4 separate regions of the Mus musculus genome follow, and regions 1, 3 and 4 are each linked to region 2. A link is a contact called in public Hi-C, HiChIP or PLAC-seq and promoter capture Hi-C data. All regions are on one chromosome and are shown on one strand. The core of a region is the stretch at or near the end of the contact, and the rest is flanking DNA. Distances in the headings are between cores, read along the strand shown.

Evidence for each region. Promoter capture Hi-C pulls out the DNA fragments that hold promoters and counts their contacts. A called contact is a pair of places that touch in the nucleus more often than the background predicts. HiChIP or PLAC-seq counts read pairs in DNA pulled down with a chosen protein or histone mark.
Region 1: a promoter capture Hi-C map of hippocampal neurons shows a contact between it and region 2, with 10 times the contacts expected there. The contact joins the enhancer-like site here to the promoter of Padi2 in region 2. A contact is called at or near these places in 24 of 39 promoter capture datasets (the 3T3-L1 cell line, 3T3-L1-derived adipocytes, the C10 cell line and 16 more), 6 of 15 datasets of contacts at CTCF or cohesin (the NIH/3T3 cell line, embryonic stem cells, hippocampal excitatory neurons and 3 more), 108 of 484 Hi-C or Micro-C datasets (B cells, the Ba/F3 cell line, the C2C12 cell line and 61 more), 23 of 115 datasets of contacts at active chromatin or transcription factors (the HPC-7 cell line, VIP interneurons, astrocytes and 14 more) and 4 of 9 other capture datasets (adipose tissue, embryonic stem cells, liver and 1 more).
Region 3: a contact with region 2 is called in an H3K4me3 HiChIP or PLAC-seq map of embryonic stem cells, with 22 read pairs. The contact joins the promoter of Padi6 here to the promoter of Padi2 in region 2. A contact is called at or near these places in 21 of 39 promoter capture datasets (the 3T3-L1 cell line, 3T3-L1-derived adipocytes, the C10 cell line and 15 more), 1 of 15 datasets of contacts at CTCF or cohesin (embryonic stem cells), 19 of 484 Hi-C or Micro-C datasets (the G1E-ER4 cell line, bone marrow-derived macrophages, colorectal tumor organoids and 9 more), 16 of 115 datasets of contacts at active chromatin or transcription factors (astrocytes, bone marrow-derived macrophages, craniofacial prominence and 10 more) and 3 of 9 other capture datasets (adipose tissue, liver and macrophages).
Region 4: a Hi-C map of CD8 T cells shows a contact between it and region 2, with 2.9 times the contacts expected there. The contact joins the promoter of Necap2 here to the promoter of Padi2 in region 2. A contact is called at or near these places in 4 of 39 promoter capture datasets (the C10 cell line, the HPC-7 cell line, cranial neural crest and 1 more), 16 of 484 Hi-C or Micro-C datasets (B cells, the Ba/F3 cell line, CD4 T cells and 9 more), 8 of 115 datasets of contacts at active chromatin or transcription factors (the HPC-7 cell line, T-cell acute lymphoblastic leukemia, bone marrow-derived macrophages and 3 more) and 2 of 9 other capture datasets (liver and pancreatic islet).

Annotation. Positions count from the first base shown.
Region 1 is chr4:140,723,595-140,726,294 of GRCm38.p6, forward strand. No RefSeq gene overlaps it. Among named protein-coding and RNA genes, the nearest start is that of Padi6, 18 kb to the right of the region's middle. Within about 2 kb of position 1,352, at least 32 of the 459 cell types and tissues checked have an H3K27ac peak or open chromatin away from gene starts, as enhancers often do. A contact at or near this core is called in Sertoli cells, cortical neurons, epiblast stem cells and 6 more, where this site is marked.
Region 2 is chr4:140,904,954-140,907,653 of GRCm38.p6, forward strand. Padi2 (peptidyl arginine deiminase, type II) reads left to right here and starts at 1,407. Exons shown (of 16, transcript NM_008812.2): 1 at 1,407-1,596. The coding sequence starts at 1,481.
Region 3 is chr4:140,741,298-140,743,997 of GRCm38.p6, forward strand. It overlaps Padi6 (peptidyl arginine deiminase, type VI), which reads right to left and starts at 1,346. Exons shown (of 16, transcript NM_153106.2): 1 at 1,192-1,346; 2 at 461-638. The coding sequence starts at 1,283.
Region 4 is chr4:141,077,048-141,079,747 of GRCm38.p6, forward strand. Necap2 (NECAP endocytosis associated 2) reads right to left here and starts at 1,310. Exons shown (of 8, transcript NM_025383.4): 1 at 1,166-1,310. The coding sequence starts at 1,257.

The DNA of each region.
Region 1 (2,700 bases), core at 102-2,601, 180 kb before region 2:
CCCCAGCAGTTTAATAAGCTCTCTACTTCTGAAGTTTCTTCCCTCGCTGTCTTCTCTGACCCTCTGCTTCCCCTGGCTGGTGGAAAGACAGAAGATTGACTATAAAGCATTACAGTGCAGTGTCTGAATGGAAACGGGGGGGGGGGGGCGTGCGGGGGGGGGCAGAGAAATCAGCATTTGAGTAACACATGGATAACCTTTACACAGTGCACAAAACCGTCTACAACCTGCCAGGGGCCTACCGAGTGCTGGCAGTAAAGGTGTGAGCCATCCCACCCACATATGTGTAGATTTGACCTAAGGCGTTCCAAGACTTGGGTTTTGGTTGTGAGTGAACAAGCGTTTTCTGGCTTGCTTACCTCTACCCAACCTTATGAGCAGTCTGTAGGGTGCAACCCTTCCAGGAGCACTTGTAATCAGCCTCCAAACTTCACAAAGGATCAGAGGGTGCCTGGCCCCTTCCTTTCTGCCAATTGCCCACCAGGGGGCACTGTAAGGTTAGCCTTTTATGCCACAGGAATGGAGCTTGGACTGATGTCTTGGGGGGCGGGGGGGGGGGGCTACTACATATCCTGGCTGCTATTTCCTGTAACACATGACAGTCCTGAAGTCAGGTCACTGTTCTTAATGTTTTGTAGAGGAAAGTTGTAGACAGGCGGTGAGCTCGGTCACAGGGAAGGGGCCTGGTGGGCAGACGGACCCTGAGAGGTCCCAGTTGTGTCCCCTGGCCACCTCTCAGGAGTGGCCTTGGGACAGTTCCTGCAGAGCTAAAGAGACCCCTACTTTCTACAGCAAAGGCTCTCAACTTTCCTAATGCCGAGACTCTTTAATACAGTTCCTGTGGTGACCCCCAACCATTAAAATTACATGGCTGCCTCGTAACAAATTTGCTATTGTTAACCAATTTTTAATGTCAGTATCTGTGTTTCCCAGTGGTCTGTGAAAGGGGTCATTCAGCCTCAGGGAGGTTGGGACCCACAGGCTGAGAGTCACTGTTTTACAAGTTGTCCTTGCAAGGTCTGGAGCCTGCTAGTTGCAGCTGTGTCTGGAGAGCCAGCAGCCTCCCACAGCCTCCCATTGGCAGTTTCCTTAGGATGAAGTGGGCTGTGGGGGACCTTGATCTGCCATCGAATGTTTACCCTTGTTGGGAAGGTACGAGACTCTGGTGGACTAGTGTTGGAGAGGCCCAAGACACAGCCTTATCCAGTCTCTGGACAGAGTGACCATAATTTAGAGTCAGCAAGGGTAGGCAGAGCCGAGCCTGTGATCTCCGTGTTTAAAGCTTCATTGCTCTGTGTGTGGGTTTGCTTCCATATGCAGCTGTACCATGTGTCACAGACTGCCTGGAGACCAGATGGAGAAGCCCTCTTGTGGGAGTTTATAAATCCGCTCTAATCTCTCTGGCAGATAGCAAGGGACTCCTTCACCCCGAAGCTCTAGATACTAGAATAAAAGACACACACAGCCTTCTATTCTAATATGCGTTAAGCAGCTCAGTGTCTGGGCACTTCTAAACCTCCCTGTGGCTAACACACCCTCCCCTCTGATATCCCGAAATTATTACTAAAACCTGTATTCCATCTTGGCTGCCCCGGACTCAGGCCATAATCCCTGACTCTCATGTATTGTCTGTCTGTCTTGTACTTCTCACACGTGATCCTTCTGCTTCCCCGACATGACAGGACCATTCTGAATCGCTAGGGTTCCCGTGGCCAGGAAATCTGAGGTCCTGCCTCTGTCTCCTTGCCCAGCCATTGGCTTCCAACAACTTTATTTGCCAATCAGAACCAGCTCAGCGTCTTACACATAGATATGTGGGTTCCCCATAATTTTGGGGGCCAAACTAATACAAGTAACAATAAAACCAATCCACAACAGAGCCCCTAGGACTGGAATTACTGATGGTCGCGAACTGCCGTGTGGGTCCTCTGGAAGAACGTCTGCAGACATTAACCACTGAGCCATCCCTCCATCCCCTAAGTGTTTCAAGGGAAACAGGACTCCTGGGGCTCGGTGCTAAGAAGTGCTAGGCTTGCCATTCCGGTGAAGTGCTTGTCCATCACACCAGAATGTTGCCAGAATACTGGGTTACACCCCCCCACTGTCAACATAGGTACACGCATGCCAGCCAGCACTCAAGCAGAGGCAAGGAAATTGTTAGCATTTCAGGTTTTGTGTTTGCGGGTGTACCTACATAGATGTGGTAGAACCGTCCATGAAGATGGGAATCTGTCCTGTGTGGGCCCCAGGGGTCACACTTGGTTGCCAGGCTTAATGGTCTTTACCTTTTGAGTCATCTCTTCAGCCCTTTACATAGGGAGTTCAAGGCTGGCCTGGGCAACTTGAGACCCTGTCTCCAAAGGGAAAACACAAAGCACACTTTCTGGAGGTGGAGGGTCACATAAGTGAATTTGGATTGTCAACTTATCCAAATCACCCTCACGCTGGCCAGTGTTGCTCCAAGTTGTAGCTGGTCCTGGAATAGTCTCCCTGCCCAGAGGTCTATTAGCACTGACCTTATTCTAGCATCTTACAACCAGGCTGAGCCCTTCCCAATCCAGGACATGGAGGCACAGAACCGTTAGTCAGATACGAGTCTGATGCCAAGTGGCCACTGGCTTTCACAGAATTAGCCACTCATAAGCCCAACACAAGAGGCTATTACAAAATGAAGTATCAAGTTTTAAGAAGCCACATATG
Region 2 (2,700 bases), core at 157-2,656:
TGACATACAGGACCGTTCTGCCCGTGTTGGAGGTGGGAACTCTTGCTTGCCTGCAGAGGGGTCCTCAGACCCGAGCCCACCTTAGCAGGGCAGGGGTTCCCAGTCTGGTGCCTCTTGGATTCTTTCCCACAAGCTGCCTCCTGATTGGAGAACGCTCTCCCAGGGACCAATCAGAAGTTAGCAGCTTCTCCCAGGATCTGAACCCCAAGCCTTTCAGGAGACAGTGACCCCTCTGGCTGAGATTCTGGCTCTCTGCTTCTCCACCCACATTCCTCCTAGATCCCTGATACCCAGGAACAGCTGGGGTCTTTACCATCTCCTAATTTGGGCATCTGGAGGAGAAGGATGGAGTCGAGGGCCGCTGGGCGTGCCTGGGCATACCTATGAGCAATGCGTTTAATTCAGTGTGCCCTTTGCTGGGGCTCCCTTCAGTCCCCCTCCCTCTCCAACATTCACCCCTCCACCCGCCCTTCAGTCTCCATTCCCTTAACGAAAAAGCCACTTCCTCAAATTGCATAGCCCCAGGGTTGAGTTCAGAAAGAAAGGGCCTGAGGGTGGGGTTCAGAGTGCTTCAGACCCCACCCTGCCACTAGATGTCACGGTGCACCTTGGCCTTCAGGACCATACATTGACCTCTACCTTGGCACGTCTTTTGGTGTCGCAGGCTGGAGCCCTAATCCTCTGCCCCGTCAGCCCATTGTCCTTCAACCAGGCACATCCTCCCAGCCACCGGGAGCCACCCAAATCTCCATCCATAAACACCACACAGATCAGTCCTCTCCTCGCCAGTCCTCTCACGCCCCATCCGGGGTCTTCACTACTGGCTCCAGCTCAGTATGCTCAACGCTGTCTGGGGCAGCCAGAATGCACTCCCAGATAGCCCCATTCCAGGCTCATGCTGTCGCTCTCATGCCTGGGCTTAGCATTCTGGTCCCTGCCAGGGCCACAGTTCCCCCCACTCCACCCCACTCCCTATTTCTCATGGCAATGTGGATCTAATATGGGGGGTGTCCAGCTTCCAGAAGGTGTTCAGGAGGCTCCTCTCCACCCCCTGGTGTTGCCAAGATCTTTAAGAAGCCTCAGGGTTTCCTCTGAGAAGCATTCTCCGGCCCCAGACTGGCTTTGGTTGCCACCTATTCACTCCTGCCCTGTCCCTTCGGCTACTCCTGCTCGCACTTTCTGCCCCTCGGAGCTGGAGGTGAGGGGGAGCGTCCAGAAAGGGGAATTTACTGAATAAAAGAATGAACAAGCCAAACACGGAAAACAGGAATTGACAACTTGCGGGCAGAGGGGCTTGGAGGGCGGGGCCAGGCTTGACGGACGGGTTTGCAGATCCAATCCAAGAGGAGTCCGGCGGGAAGCCCCGCCCACGCCCCGCCCCCGGCTGCTGCTTAAGGCCGCCGGCTGCTCGGCAGCGAGCGCAGGCGCAGCAGCGGAGGGCTTACCTGCAGCAGGTGCTTATTCCTGGGAGCAGCACGGAATGCAGCCGCCTATACGGGAAAATATGCTGCGGGAACGGACCGTGCGGCTGCAGTATGGGAGCCGCGTGGAGGCGGTGTACGTGCTGGGCACGCAGCTCTGGACCGATGTCTACAGGTGAGCCGAGAGAGAGTTACCCTCTCACCTACCCTTCACAAATCTTGAGACCCTGGACCTGGCTCCAGTATCCAGGTTGCCCCTCAATTCGAGATCCTCAGAAATCCAGAGAGAGTCCAGGCCAGGATCCACTTCCATGCAATCCTGAGGCCCCTCTAAGACACACAGTTACAGCCCCTGTCACAGCCTCCTCTCTGAGACTACTCCCTAAATCTAGCCTTCTCATGACTGGTCTTTCCAGCCCCTCTCCTGGGTGACTTTAACACACATGGGCTCTCTGTAACACGCCCCTTTCACTCCCCCATTCCTTCTTGGCTGACCTTTCACCCCAGCCCAGCCTCCTCCACCAGTGGACTGCCTACCCCTGCAAGCAGAAACAGCCTGGGATGTGCTGGGGACTGACTTGTCCAAAGGGGAACTGCCCACGTGGAATCTGGCCTGGTACTTATCCGATTTCACCCTCCGGGGGGTTGCTGGTGGTTGCCTGTCCCGGGGCACTGGCTGTGAGCTGTGTCCCCAAATACCTTTCCTGACTTCACCCTGAGATCAGAGAGGGGTCACTTTCCACCCGCTATGGCCCTGGGAGCCAGGGCCCGTTTCTTCCCCATTTTCTCTGCCCACACGCTCGCTCGATGGGGGTCAGGGTACCTGAGACAGAAGGCTGAAGGAATCTCGCAGAGTGTGTCCCACAAACCCAGAGAAACTGATAGGGTATAGTGTGGGACCTAGGAAAGGTGCTATGGGGAAGGAGTAGTCTGAGCAGCCTGAGAGGCCACACTGAAGCCACCATCTGCTCCGAGCACTCTCAGTGTTCTGCCTTGCGAGGGAGGAAGGGCTTCATGCTGGAGGGAGGGGCATGCCAGATTCTGTGCCTGTACATCCTCTATGGGCCGTGTTCCCAGACCATTCTGACACTAAAGCGCCTGACTCTCCCGAGCCTCCCAAAGCCCACCTAAGCACCCCCTCATGCTCTTCTGCCCGCTCTCCAGCTCCTTCCCACTGCTCGGCCACTTCACAGGAGGCCCCGGTTCCCGCTGGTCTCAGCAAGCCTAAGACGGGGCCCCTCTCTGCTCCTTTAGCCCTTAAGCCTCAGCCCCAGCCTCC
Region 3 (2,700 bases), core at 96-2,595, 160 kb before region 2:
GGGAGTTCTAGGATGGCCAGGGCTACACAGAGAAACCCCGTCTCAAAACCCAACAAAAGCAGTTGTCGCTCACTAAAGTCGTTTGCCCTGGCTTGGAGCTGGCTCTGTAGCTCAGGTTAGGACCTCCAACTGCTGACCCTCCTCCTGGTTAATTGGGCTTAATAGGTATGCACTGCTCAGCTCAGGGTACAACACTGGTTCTGGCCCGACTCAAGGTACAGTGCTTACCCAAGTGAGCCACTCGCTGAAGGAAACTGCCTTCCGCCGACACATAGATGGGCAGGTTCCGCCCACTCACCATCCCTTAACTGCCTCTCTCTCCCTGCCCACAGACAGCTGCAGCTGGGTCTGCCTTGGGTAGGCAGGCCTGTTGCCAATGGCCTTCAGCTAGGCTTGCCAGCTTCCACATTGAGATCACCTGGGTAGGTTAAAGGTTACCCCTCTCCCCTCCATGGCTCACCTTGTCTTCATCCACAGTGGGGCTGGGCGCCACCATCCTCACCAATGCCACTGTGGGATGGTTCATTGACCTCCAGACCACAGTGTCCTCTTTGCCAGCGATGACGGAGCTAGAGATGTGGATCAAGATCCTGGGGGAACCACGGATGGTGAAAGACTTGCACTTGTCTGGTGCACACCTGGTTTGAAGGAGACAATACAGGTTAGAAGACTCACCAACCGATGAGGCGACAGGGTTCCAGGACAGCCCCCGATCTGGAGTCTGCATCCATCTTACGGAATTGAGGAGAGTTGTCAGTGAAGCTTGTGGGGGGGGGGGCGGGCGCTAACGTCTTCAGCCTCTCTTACCATCTCGACCCCCAGGACCTCCACGCCTTTGATGGATGTCCCACCCCAACCTCCCGCTCCCCCAAAGCCTCCTTGTGAGGATCACATCTTCATTTTACATACAAGCCTCAGCTTCACAGTCATGGAGTGAGCAGATGCCAGAACCGTAAGACACAACCCCCGCCTACTCAAGGACACCTTCGAAGCTAACAGGGATCTTGCAAGAGGCAGAGAAAGCTGTAAGTCAGTATCCCGAGCTGGGATGGGAGGGCTCTCAGAGACCAAGCCAGATTTCCTTGGGGTCGGTCAGTTCAGCTGAGAGCGCTAACCTCGGACTTCTGGGCACAGGGACTCTGCCCAGACCCTCCCTTCTCATTACCCCTACAGACACCCGCTAAGCCTTACTTGCTGATGTCCAAGGTGATTTCCATGCCTACCATGCAGAGGGCATGGGTGGGATTGACCAGAGACAGGCTGAGTGAGTTCTGAAAAGACATGGCTGGGCTTACCAAGCTAGCCACTGTCAGCAGTCCTTACCCACCAGAGTAATTGCCTAGGACGGTGGGGCTTCCTGGCCTTCCTCTTTAGTAGAGGTAAGGACCACCCCAGCCCGCCCCCTTGTTAAGGGTTCACAGGTGAGCCTGGAGGAGGAGGAAGAGGAGAAGGAGGTAGGGGGAAGGGTGAAGGGAGAGATCCTTCTACTCAGCATCAAAGTTTTAGCAGCTGCTGCCTGTAGACCCTGCAGCCCTAGGAAATTGGAGTCTAACAGCTTGGGGCTCTGCCCTTCCCACTGGTCTGGGTGCTACATCTCAAGATTATGGGGGAGTCTTGGTTCTAGGACAGTAGCTCTCAACCTGTTTTGGCCTCAAGGCTGGGATGGTGGTGGTGTCACACATCAGATATCCTGCATATTATGATTCATAACAGTAGCAAAATCACAGTTATGAGGTAGCAACGAAATAAGCTTATGGTTGGGGGTCACCACCTGTATTAAAGGGTTGCAGCACTAAGAAGGTTGAGGACCACTGTTCTAGGATGTGTGCTTCTTGGCAGCTAGTGGGGGTACTTGGTAAAGTGCTATGCTCACAGAAGTGTCAGGAAGCTATAGCTAGCTCTGCAAATCCCTGATCCTGGCAGGCAATCTGCATCCTTTTCCCGGGTGATAACGATGATAAGCCAGTCAGTCACAGCTGTGTCTCTTGTTAGCATCAGGGCGGGTAGGGTGGGGGATGGGCAGCAGGAGCTGGTGCATGGGCTAGACCTGTGCAGCCTGGCTTACAGCTGTTATCCCTTTAGGCTGACCTCTGACCTTCACATGTGCACTGTGGTGTGAGAACACACACACACACACACACGAAGCAGAAAGGAAATTGTATATCTACTGTGCAGTTCAAAACTGCTAAAATGGGGGGGGTCAGCATTCTCGTGCCCTGTGGAGTCGCTGAGATGACACATACATCTTTGAGGTTCATGGTCTCTTCAGTATTGGCATTCCTAGATCAGACTACAAAGCCACACATGGTAGTCCCTGCCTGTCACCTGTTCAGCACCCACACTGAGGCAGGAGGATTTCTGTGAGTTTGAGACCAGCCTGGGTTTCAGAATGATGCTCTGTTTCAAAAAGCCGCCAAATTCTGTATTGCATTCCATAGTATATGTATGTGTTGTCAGGGGGGAAAAAAAGATCCAGCTGAGGTAGGCTAGCCTGTGATTACCGAGTGACTTCAAGTCTAGATTGGTCAATTTAACAAGACTGTGCCAATGTTCTGAAAAGGGGATAGGTGGGAGCATAGCTCCTTGGTAGAGAACTATCTGCCTCCACGTCCCTGTTATTTGCTCATTAAGAGCCGAGCATGGTGGCTCACGTCTGCAATCCCAGAACTGGGTAGATGGAGGCAGGAGGAACAAGAATAG
Region 4 (2,700 bases), core at 60-2,559, 170 kb after region 2:
GGAAAGGGAGACAGCTGTGGAGATGATTCGGTGCAGATGAGCAAGCTTGAGGCCCCGAGTTTGGATCTCTAGCGCCTAAAAGCCAGGTCTGGCTCCAGCTACCTGTAGACCCTCCACTGTGTGGGGTGGGGCAGAGAAAGGAGTTTCACTGGGCTTGCTGAACACCTAGTCTAGATGAAAACAGCCAACCCCAGCTTCAGTTAGGGGCCACCTCAAGGGAACAACGGACATGAAAAAAGCAAGACACTGGCTGGAACTCCTGTGGCTTCTGCATGCACCCGCACCACACCCAGACACGCAAAAGCAAGCACAGGCAGCTGTAGCTTGCTGACCTCCATTCTTGTCATTTTAATATTATTTTAAAATCATCGCACCGACACAGTTAAGTGTTCTAAGATACCCATTCAGAAAATGTTATGAGCCTGTGTTACATAGCGCAAAGGGCAGATGGAGTTGGCCCTCCAACACATTTGTGGTACCCGACGACCTGTTTCCAAACAACTCAGACACCCATCGCCTTCGAGAGCCACCCAGCCTAAGTAGCAACACCCCACCACAGGGCACAGGACACACCACGTATTTTTCATCTTTTTCAGTTAGGGAAGGTGTCCAACTTTGTGTCTCCTCTCCTAGACTAGAGTCCTGGGTTCCCTTCCGGAGACACTCCGTGTGTTTACAGGCATTTGAGTTTATTTGCCTCAGGTGACGCTCACTCAAGACAAGGGCGGCGGTATCCTCCCAGCTGCAAGTATGTTGTGATCAGGGGTGAAACTGGGGTCAGGAGAGCCGGAGATAGGAACAGCGTCCCTGGGCTTCGTGGGACGGGTCCCCCAGATGGCCGGGTTCCCTCCCGTGCCCTCCCGGCGGGGATTTCCGCGGGTGGCAGGGTTTTCTGGGATCCCGTCACGACTGTCGGTTAGCGCTGTGACACGACCCGTAGACCCCGCCGAGGGAACCCACTGCGCTCTCGGGTCCCCAGGAGCTGGCTGCGACCGTTGCCGGCGTCCCGCTGACGGCTCAGGGCCAGCGACCCCTCCTAAGTCTGGCCCCGATTAAAGTAGCCACAGGGCTCCATCCTTTCCGCCCCTAAACCCGACAACCGGTCCTCGTCCCCCGCAGTGCATGCCGGGGCGGGGGACGGGAAGATTAAGCCAGGAACGGTCACCTGTAACCACGGTTGGTGGCCCGCGGCGGGATGCGGTAGACGTGGACCTCCGGCTTGACACACAGAACAGACTCGTACTCACTCTCCTCCATCTCTATCGCCCGAGCCCTCGGGACTTCCGGCTTCTCCCCGCCCCTTCAGGACCGGAAGTGATGCGACTCTATGACCAAGTTCTGTCTAGAGCGGAAGCTCCGGGGGACCCCCCGATCGCTCCCGAGTGCCCTCTGCCGGGCGCCTCAGATCAGACCGTGAAGCGATTGCTCTCTGCTGCTGTGGGACCTGAGAAGCTCGAGATGCCGCTGATCTGAGCCTAATCCCGAACCTGGTTGTAGTTCAAACTCTATACCCTAGACCAGGGTGGCTGATATGCAAGATACCCTGCAGCCCTGCCCTTCTGACGGAATGTCCTTGTCCCCGCCAATCCCAGAAGGTTCTCAGAGGCTTCTGGAGGAATCTCGCTCCACAACTTTTTATAACCTACTATGTGCGCAAGGCCCCAGTGGCTTAGCGCAACAGGAGTACAAATCAAAGTTGTGAACCAAAGTTCCTGGTTGTCTTTGCTGTGAAGAGACACTATGACCAAGGCAACACTTACAAAAAGAAATCCTTTCATTGGGGGCTTGCTTACAGTTTCAGAGGCTTAGTCCATGATTAGCATGCGGGAGAGCATGGCGGCATGCAGGCAGGCGTGATACCAGAGAAGCAGCTGAGAGCTGTACGTCATGATCCTGGTGGGGGTGGAAGGGCCACAGCACACAGGGATGGGGCGGGAGGAAGGGGAGCACGGACGACAGTGACCCGGGCCTGATACGGGCTTTTGGAAAACTCAAAGACCAAACCCCCATCACAGCTTTTCCAACGAGGACACACCTCCTAATCCTTCCACGAGGTTGATCACTTGTGAAAAGCTAGAATAAGGCAGATTGGGAGGCGAATTGATTTTGAGTTATCTTGACCCTCTAAATAGCCATTTATTGGCCACCTCTGTATGTGACCTAAGATCCTTGTGACTATTAGGTAAATCCTTTGGAAGGTACAAATGCCAGCTTTCACCAATAAAGGCTAAGAATGTCATCAGATAGCAAGTAAGGGCCATAAATGATGTTTCCCGGCTTTGCGGTGACTCACCTGCCTGAGGTCTCCACCAACGGTTTGAAAAATGCCTCGGTTTGATGTTTGTTTTGTTTTGTTGATTTTTTGGGTTTTTTGTTTTTGTTGGTTTTTTTTGAGACAGGGTTTCTCTGTGTAGCCCAGGCTGTCCTGGAACTCATTTTGTAGACCAGGCTGGCCTCAAACTCAGAAATCCACCTGCCTCTGCCTCCCGAGTGCTGGGATTAAAGGCGTGTGCCACCACGCCTGGCTCAGTTTTTTGGTTTTTCGAGACAGGATTTCTCTGTGCAGTCCTGGCTGTCCTGGAACTCACTCTGTAGACCAGGCTGGCCTCGAACTCCGAAATCTGCCCGCCTCTGCCTCCCAAATGCTGGGATTAAAGGTGTGCGACACCACGGCCGGGCTAATGCCTCGGTTTATAACTA